Regions from separate parts of the Mus musculus genome. Here region 1 is linked to region 2. The links are chromatin contacts, called in public capture Hi-C maps. All regions are on one chromosome and are shown on one strand. Each heading gives the region's core, a stretch centred on a gene start, on an enhancer-like site or on the middle of the called end of the contact. The rest is flanking DNA. Distances are from core to core; before and after follow the strand shown. Region 1 overlaps Fryl (FRY like transcription coactivator). Region 2 overlaps Fryl (FRY like transcription coactivator).

What was found. Capture Hi-C pulls out chosen DNA fragments and counts their contacts.
Region 1: a capture Hi-C map of embryonic stem cells shows a contact between it and region 2, with 2.9 times the contacts expected there. The contact joins two enhancer-like sites. A contact is called at or near these places in 1 of 484 Hi-C or Micro-C datasets (the HL-1 cell line), 1 of 115 datasets of contacts at active chromatin or transcription factors (embryonic stem cells) and 4 of 9 other capture datasets (adipose tissue, embryonic stem cells, liver and 1 more).

Annotation. Positions count from the first base shown.
Region 1 is chr5:73,186,279-73,190,866 of GRCm38.p6, reverse strand. All of the region lies in intron 3 of Fryl (FRY like transcription coactivator), which reads left to right. Among named protein-coding and RNA genes, the nearest start is that of 1700071G01Rik, 32 kb to the right of the region's middle. Within about 2 kb of position 2,491, at least 19 of the 459 cell types and tissues checked have an H3K27ac peak or open chromatin away from gene starts, as enhancers often do. A contact at or near this core is called in embryonic stem cells, where this site is marked.
Region 2 is chr5:73,079,117-73,083,704 of GRCm38.p6, reverse strand. Fryl (FRY like transcription coactivator) reads left to right here. Exons shown (of 63, transcript NM_028194.2): 34 at 318-577; 35 at 768-908; 36 at 2,573-2,741. Among named protein-coding and RNA genes, the nearest start is that of Slc10a4, 75 kb to the right of the region's middle. Within about 2 kb of position 2,429, at least 9 of the 459 cell types and tissues checked have an H3K27ac peak or open chromatin away from gene starts, as enhancers often do. A contact at or near this core is called in embryonic stem cells, where this site is marked.

The sequences.
Region 1 (4,588 bases), core at 1,242-3,741, 110 kb before region 2:
GTGATTGCTTCTTTGTGTAAATGTCCACGCACTTTTAAAATTGGGGCAGGCATTGTGATATTACCTTTAAGAGAGTTTCCAGTTTAAATCTCAGTCAGGATTTTGCAGCCTGTTACTTCGTATTCTCCCTGATGTTGTTTCATATCAGTTTTAAAAAGTACAGTTCTATTTACGAGAAACCATAATATCTGTTTTAAATGCACCAATTATGTAAAAGAATGGGGAGGTGGGGTTTTCTTTTCTCTCTCTCTTTCTTTCTTTCCTTCCTTCCTTCCTTCCTTCCTTCTTTCCTTCTTTCTTTCTTTCTTTCTTTCTTTCTTTCTTTCTTTCTTTCTTTCTTTCTTTCTTTCTTTCTTTCTTTCTTTCTTTCTTTCTTTCTTCTTTTTTAAAATAAAGAAAATACAGATTAAGACTCACAGGTTTGTAATCCTAGACACTGCAGGGGTGGAAGCCAGAGGCGGGAGACTTGGAAGTGCATACTATACCGCAATCTGCTCAGGGTACACCTGGGCTGCTCCAGGTCCTGTCTCCAATCAGAGACAGATCCTTCCTCTTTGGTGACTGGCTTTTGCACACAGCATCTGCAGGTCTATGTTGCTGTCCACGACTTCCTGGTATCAGATCTTAGCTGTTTTGATGTTTCTCACAATTCCAGAGGGCGAGGAAGGGCTAGAGTCACCGAGTGCTACCTTTTGTCTTGAGTTAAACCCAGAGATTGAGCCAGTACACCCTCGAGTCCGGCAGTGTGTGTGGGCTCTGCATGCAGTTTGTGCCAGGTGTTCGAAATTCACTTTTCCTTCTTTTGCTTTCAGTCCTGAGACACTTAAGTTTTTCCTTATTGCAAGCCACACCTGACTTGATTGGAGTTGGCATTGACTTGTAGCATGCCACACCCGTTTCTATGGTTCCCTTTATTTCTGAGCTTGACCTGCGGTTGCTCCTGCCATATGGCCACACTTTGTAGCCACCGTTCACATGCTACAAAGTGTACCGATCAGAGGTTTGCAATTAATGTTAACTAAGGACAATGCCAGTAAGACTTTCTTTTTCAGCTTTTATTTGTGTGTGTGTGTGTGTGTGTGTGTGTGTGTGTGTGTGTAGCACACATAGGGAGGTCAGAAGACACTTTGTAGACTGTTTCTTCTCCTTTCACCTTTATGTGGGTTTCAGGGATGGCCCTGAATTGTCAGGCTTGTGTGGTAAGTGCCTTTATTTGCTGAGTCATCTTTCCAACCCCAGGTTTGTGTTGTGTTTTGTTTTGTTTTGCTTTGCTTTTTTTCTTAAGTTTAGTTATTTGTGTGTTTGTTCGAGTGAGTGTGTGTATGTTTCTGTGTGTGTGTGTGAGAGAGAGGGGGGCTGGGGGGAGGGAAGAGAATGAATGTGGGTATATACCACAGCCTGCACGTGGAGATGAGAATCTAGAATTTGGGACTTGGTTCTCATCTCCCACCATGGGACCTGGGATTCTAGCTCAGCTCATCGGGTTGGCTTGGGGTGGTTTTCCCCAGGGAGCCATCTCTACCACCCCACCCTTAAATAATGATATGGGCTGGAGAGATGGCTCAGCAGTTAAGAGCACTTGCACCTCTCCCAGAGGACCTGGTTCAGTTCTCAGCACCCATGTGGCAGCTCACAACTGCCATCAACTTTAGCCCCAGGGGGATCTGAAATCTTTCTGGCCTCTGTGGGCACCAGGCACGCACATGGTGTTTATACACTCAGGCATTCAGGCTCCCACATATACATATAAAATAAATATTAAAAACACGACAGTTTCCTCCCTCCCTCCCTCTTCTTGTCCTCCCTCCCCACTGTCTCCCCACTTCACTCCTAATGGGTTAGTCAGATTTTCTGTCATAACAGGATATGTGAGAAAAGCGGTTTAAGGAGAAAGAGACTACAGCATGCTAAGCACTAAAGGAAATATATATGACCTCCCTACATCCGCCCCAGGTTAAGGGATCACTTGGAAGAGAGGGGCGGGAAGAGAGTTAAGAGCCAGAAGGTATGACTGACCGACCACAAGGAAACATCTGGACACAGCAGGGCAGCTGTTCGTAGGAACTTACAACCTTTGCGGCAGTGTACACGAGACCTGTGCAAGCTGAGAGCAGACTGAGTCCCAGCAAGGCAGGCACACAGTCTCATCTCTGTTCCTTTTGTCGCAGTTCCATTACCTTGACAAAGAGTGAGTCTAGCATCAAGGCTTCTTTGATTCCACACTGTGTTTTCTGTTATAGTTGGTCTGCATGCTTCAAATGTTTCTGGTTCCTGAGACTCAGCTGTACCTGCAAATCCTTGGTTGGATTTTCTATAAGGCTAGAAACAGAAATGAAGGTTCAAGTGAATAAGTATGCAAGAATCCCTGTGAGCTGGTGGCTTGCCAGCCCGCCCCCAACCCCTCCTGTCATGGAATAGTGTAACCAAGAAGCTATGAACATTACAACTGGAACTGTTTATCTAGGAGGTGTTGGAGTTTTGAAACATACTCGTTGTTTTAAGATAAGGTAATACACTGGACTAGCTGGCTGGCGCTTCCTGTATTGTTCTCTTTTGCCTTGAGCTTGGGGCAGCAATCCTCCTGCCTTGACCTCCTTAGTGCTAGGATTAAAGGCGAGAGCCTCCATGCTCGGCACACTTTCTTTATTTACTGAAAGGAGAAATTCAGTGTATGGAAAAATTCTATGAGAATAATGGGTGTGTGTGTGTCTCTGTGTGTGTGTGTCTGTGTATGTGAATCTATTCTTGTAGAAAAAAAAACTGGTATGTTATACCATATTCCTTTATAAATCTTTTTATCATGAGAGGCAGAGACAGGTGGATCTTTGTGAGTTTGAGGCCATCTTGGTTTATTTAGTGAGTTCCAGGATAGCCAGCGCTATGTAAAGAGAGACCCTATCTCAAGAAACAAACAAACAAAAAAATTAAAAATTACATTTACTTATCGCATGTATGTGTGCATGCATGTGGACTGAGTGCACATATGAAGGTCAGAGGTCGACTTGTGGAAGTCAGTTCTCTGTTCCATCTTGTGGGTTTCTGGCTTGGTACTTTGCCCACTAAGCCATCTCACCTGCTCACTGACAGAGTTCTTATTCCTAGGGGACATTAGACAAGGTTGTGATGTAAACGCATGATTGTCTTCCTGTGAGAAGATCCACAGAGAACAGTCTGAAATACCACCTGTCATGGTAGAATCATTTGTCCATGCTTATGACTGGACAGAAGTACACATGAAGCGAACATGTTCGTAGGTCATGCTTTGAAGAACATCTCTGCTTTTAGACTTTTTTTTTTTTCCTCCCAGTTTTGAACTTTCTTTAATGTTATGTGGACTAATACTTGGAAAACCCTGATGGACATTCTTGAGTAGCCTGGTGTATTGACCAGTGTCTCCTGCTGGTAGCGCTTCTCCGGCCCCCAGCAGCTGGTGACTCTCCTTGCCAGCTTTCTCTTCCCAATAGACTGAGCTGGCTGTTGTTTTAACCAAGCCTGTGTATACCAATGTCAACTTCTTGTTATGATTACATAATTAATTACGCATTACATAATACGGTAAAAGATGAGAGTGGAAAGAGGGTTGGTTTGGTATAAACAGAGGTGGACACTTTGGCTGGGCTCCAGGAAGGTAGATTTTTCTAGAGGAAAAACAAAACCGTGCGGTAAACAGGCCAGAGCAGTGTTAAGGACTGGGGATTGACCACTGAGTACTCTCCGAAACTGAGCAGGGTAGTCAAGTGCATGAGGCTTTGGTCTTAGGCAAGAAGGACAGTGGTGTAACCCACAAATCCAGCCTAAATGACAGGGCCCTGGCACTGTGTCAGAAAGCTGGGGATTAAACATGACTTAAACATTTGAAGTTAATGAAGTTAAAATAAAACCTCGGTGGGTCTCCCCCCTCCCCCCAAACGCCACCCCCCTCCCCTATCCTCTGATTCCTACTTGAATAGAGCTTTTAAGTTAAATGGTCAGGTAGCCTACTTGTAAAGGACTCTCCTGTGCACAGCTGAGTCATGTTATGATATTGCTAAAGAAGTATGTCACTTGTTTGTCACGTCTAGTAGGTATCAGAACGATCAAGCACATGCAGTCATCTCCTATTCACAAGATGCTTCAGCATCCTTCTTGGATAGCATCCTGATCATGTGACTCAAGACTGATCCCAGGGCTGGAGTGTGCAGTTCAGTAGTAGAACTCTTGCCCAGTTTGGGTTTGATCCCAAACACCTCAAAAAGAAACAACAGAAAACATAGTGTCCCTGCTGTCACATTTATTAGTGAACTATCTCTAGGCATAAGAGTTAGTGGGAAGAAAATGTGGCTTACTGGTTGAGAATGTACCATACCATTTTTGATTTGGATAGCCACCATGTAGAGAGCACTGTGACTCTAAAGTACAGGCTGTGTGTTTCTGCACATTTCTTTATAAAAGCTACTGAGTCCGTGGGTCACCAGGATTGGGTTATTTTTCTACTGATAGGATTAACCTTCATTTTGTTATTATTAATGCTGTTTGGAGTCAAGAGGAAGTGTTGGGTGAAGGACAGAAATGTGCAGTGTGCTGTTACTGTTGCATTGTATTGGAACCC
Region 2 (4,588 bases), core at 1,180-3,679:
TACTCAGCATCTTATAATCTTGCCGAGAGCCTGGAGACATTTATTCAACTGCCAACTGCATTTTGTATTTAAAAAAATAAAACAAACAAAAAAACTAAGCATGGCTGGTCAGGGTGGCACACATCTGTACACATCTGCAGTCCCAGTGCTTGGGAAAGTGAAGTACAAGGCCAGCCTGGGCTACATAGAGAGTAACTGTGTGAGAAGAGAAAAGAGATGCTTTGTGTTAGCTGGGAAGTGATTGGCATATGTCTTCCTGTTGGCCCAGAAGCACGTGAGATGATGTTGGGTCTCCCCTTTGATATTCCTTGAACCAGAGATCAGCCAGCGGATCCAGACGGCACACCCCGCGGGGCGGCAGGCCATGCTTCATTACCTACTGCCCTGGATGAACAACATCGAGCTGGTCGACCTCAAACCTCTGCCTTCAGGGAGGCGGCAGGATGAAGATGAAGATGACTCCTTGAAAGACCGAGAGCTCATGGTGACCAGCAGGCGCTGGCTGAGAGGAGAAGGCTGGGGCTCCCCACAGGCCACCGCCATGGTGTTGAACAATCTCATGTACATGACAGCGAAGGTAACGGGGTCTGTGTTCATCATGACTGCACAGTTTGGAGGTTGGGAGGAGGAACCACGGTTAGAAACTGATGCTGAGACTGTCCTGGGACAGACAGACAAAACCTACAGTATAAACTCCATTCTTCCATTAATTCAAGCCAGAGAAGAGCAGGCGTCCCTGAAGTGTCTCTCTTATATGCTGTTTTCAGTACGGCGATGAGCTGGCCTGGTCGGAGGTGGAGAATGTGTGGACCACCCTTGCAGACGGCTGGCCAAAGAACCTGAAAATTATTTTGCACTTTCTGATCAGCATCTGCGGAGTGAATAGCGAACCAAGCCTCTTGCCTTACGTATGTATTCAAGTCCATTTTTTCCCCTTAAAAGTTACACATTTACTGAATTACCTGTCAGGGTATGGATTGATTGCCCCACAGAGGCAAATGAGAATGGGGGGAGGACAGCCAGGATCTTAGTGTGGACTTAGCCATTGACCCATTCTGTCACTGCCACTGCGTGCTGTCCCAAGCCAGGCACTCTATAAACACGGGCATTTCACTTCATGGATAACACAGGATTCATTCTCTGAAATGTCACCTAGAGTGATCAGCAACTTAATGCGTGCAGCTGTGATAAGGGCTGCAAAGGAAAGCTATGCTGAGAAGAATTATCTGAGAAACCCCCAGATAAAGGCTGGGGTTTGAGAGAGGAGTGATGGTCATGTAGAATCTACCAACTGAGGTTTGCCCAGGCTGTAGCCAGCAGCTTGATAAGAGCTCAGGGCCTGTGTCTTCAGAAAGGGAGGGGAAGTCTGGGGGATGGAAAAGGATGAGACATTAAATCCATTTGGTTAATTAAAGTAAAGCCATTAACTCCAGTTAAGACTGTAGAATATGACTCATGGGTTCAGAGCACCGTTTGCTCTTCGAAAGGACCTGGGTTCAGTTTCCAGCATGCACATGGTGGCTCATGACTGTCTATAACTCCATTTCCAGGGAATGCCGTGTACTCTTCTTGCCTCTTCAGCACCAGCCACACACACAGTACACAGGCATGCTTGCAGGCAACATAACCCATACATGTGAAGTGAAAAATAAAATTGCCGGGCATGGTGGCGCACGCCTTTAGTCCCAGCATTCGAGAGGCAGAGGCAGGTGGATTTCTGAGTTCAAGGCCAGCCTGGTCTACAAAGTTTGTTCCAGGACAGCCAGGGCTATACAGAGAAACCCTGTCTCCAAAAGAAAAAAAAATTGATACAAAAAAAATTATCCATCCACGTTAACAGAACAGTAGCAGCCATGAGGGCTGAAGTGAGTATCCAGATGTGCACACAGCGTGTGCAGCTCCCCAAAGCATACCCCACAGAAAGCCAGACCTTCAGGAGGCTGTCATGGAATTTCTGACTGACCCTCCCACAAACAGACTGTGGTGTGGCGTAGGCGACATAAGTAATGGATGGACAGACAGATAGCATGCTCTGGCCCAGGAGGTGGAGCCACTCTGGCTACTGCACAGCCACTGTTAGACTCAGTGGTAGGGGGCGGGGGTGAGAGCAAAAGATGAGAGAGGATATTGATCAGAGGACACCCCTACCCTCATGGCAGCCCAAAGCTTTCTCCATTAACCAAGAAATTTTAACAGGAAAGCTCCCCTCCCCCTTCCCTGCCCTACTCTTCTACAAAGACCTTAACTTTGATTTAAAAAACAAAAACAAAAAACAAATCTGTCTCGATGGGAACTGGAGAGATGGTTCAGCAACTAAGAGCAGTGGTTCACTAAGCCAAGGACCAGGTTCAATTCCCAGCCCCTACGTGTAGTACACAACCAACTGTAACTCCAATTCCAAGGGACCACCATGCGCTTGCTCTCCGGCCTCCTCCCGGTGGTGCAGTGTATGAACGTGATGCACCTAAGTCAACCGAAGCATGCACAGACCCAAAACAACCAAACATTTAAAACGTCCGCCCCTCCAGAAGAAGCCATGAGATCACAGGCTTCCTCCTTTTCTCCTGTGCAGGTGAAGAAAGTCATCGTCTACCTGGGTCGAGACAAAACCATGCAGCTGCTGGAAGAGCTGGTGAGCGAGCTGCAGCTCACGGACCCCGTCAGTTCCGGCGTCACGCACATGGATAACCCGCCCTACTACCGCATCACTTCCAGCTGTAAAATCCCTTCCGTCACCTCAGGTGAGCCCCGCCCACTGCTTTGGGGAAAGCGAGGCTCTGCCCTCATGCTCTTATCCACGGGGGTTCTTGTCATTAAATCCTATTACCAATGAAGAAAAATCGAACAGTGGGCACGTGTGGCGATTGATCTGAAATTTGGTAAATCTTCTGTGAGTGTACTATTACAGAGAAGAATGGTGGTTTTGTACTTTTTCAGGAATGGAGTATAATTTCCTAAAGAGTGATTTTTTTTTTTTTAATTCTGTTCTTTGTTTTGTTGGATGTGTGTCTTAGTCAGGGTTTCTATTCCTGCACAAACATCATGACCAAGAAACAAGTTGGGGAGGAAAGGGCTTATTCGGCTTACACTTCCATACTGCTGTTCATCACCAAGGAAGCCAGGACTGGAACTCAAGCGGGTCAGGAAGCAGGAGCTGATGCAGAGGCCATGGAGGGATGTTCTTTACTGGCTTGCCTCCTCTGGCTTGCTCAGCCTGCTCTCTTATAGAACCCAAGACTATCAGCCCAGAGATGGTCCCACCCACAAGGGGCCTTTCCCCCTTGATCACTAATTGAGGAAATGCCTTACAGTTGGATCTCATGGAGGCATCTCCTCAACTGAAGCTCCTTTCTCTGTGATAACTCCAGCTGTGTCAAGTTGACACAAAACTAGCCAGTACAGATGTGTTTTTAATGAATAGAGTCATCTTGTTTAATTTAGAAAAATGCTAACTTGCTGGAATTACCCGTGTGACCCCATGCCGTAGTTATTTGGATCTGTATTGTGCGTTGTGGACAGTAAAGTGAATGCAGATACCATTGGGTATGAATAGACACAGTCTGATGTTTTGATGAAGTATGGGAAGATGCTATGATTTTGTGAGTGTGTAGTACGGAGTCATGGAGGCAAGCTAGCAACATGCCCTCAGGTGATCTGAGTTGAAGCAGTTGCTCTCTGTGTGGACAGCTCCCAGTGATGAATAACGATGTGTCAGCATAGCTAGGCCAGTACGTCTCACCCTTCCTGATGTCACTACCCTTTAATATAGTGCCCCATGTGGTAACAAATTATTTTTGTTGCTGCTTCATAGCTGTAATTTTGCTACTCTTAGGAATCCTGTGGTAAATAGCTGGTAGGCAACCCTGTGTGTGTGGGGGGGGGGGGTCGCACTCCACAGGTTGAGAAACACTGGTCTAGACTGTTGTTAGTAAAGATTTGATTCTGTAATATTTGGTCTCCCATGGTCTCCCGGCATAGATTACATATTCTCATTATGTCAATACCAACTGCATCGTTGGAAATATTCATTTTTGTCTTTTATAATTTTGTTTTTCTTTGTATATTCTTCTGGCTTTTACCTTTTGGACCAACTTCCCACCAAAACTATCTCTTCTCAGTCTAGCTCTCTCACATGTGCAAACAAGTGCTTAATCCCAAAATGCTTGCTGATTTTTTTTTTTAACATCCCACTAGTCATGTTTGAGGGTTGAACTTTGTTTGCTGATAATTTATGAAGTCCCCATGCCCTTTCTGCGGCTGTGGGTTCCAACTTTGTGCTAAGACTGCCTTAAGAGCTTGGTTCTTTAGAGCCTTTTAGAAGAGTGTAGCGACCAGTGTTAGTAAGCTCTGTGAGCATAGAAGAGTACTGTCAGCGTCCTTTGTTGGGTGACAGTCTCCTTGATGTCTGTCTCAGTGTGTGAAGCCTTTTCTCTTGGATGGATCAGACCTCCCAGAAAGAGTTCTGTTGATAAGCTCTCGAGATAAAGAATATGTACATCCATGGGTTGCCTGTATTCACACTTAGTCTCCTAGAGCCTAATAGGCCAGTGGCTACGAAGGCCACAGGGCAGGGCTGCCCTTCTAAAAC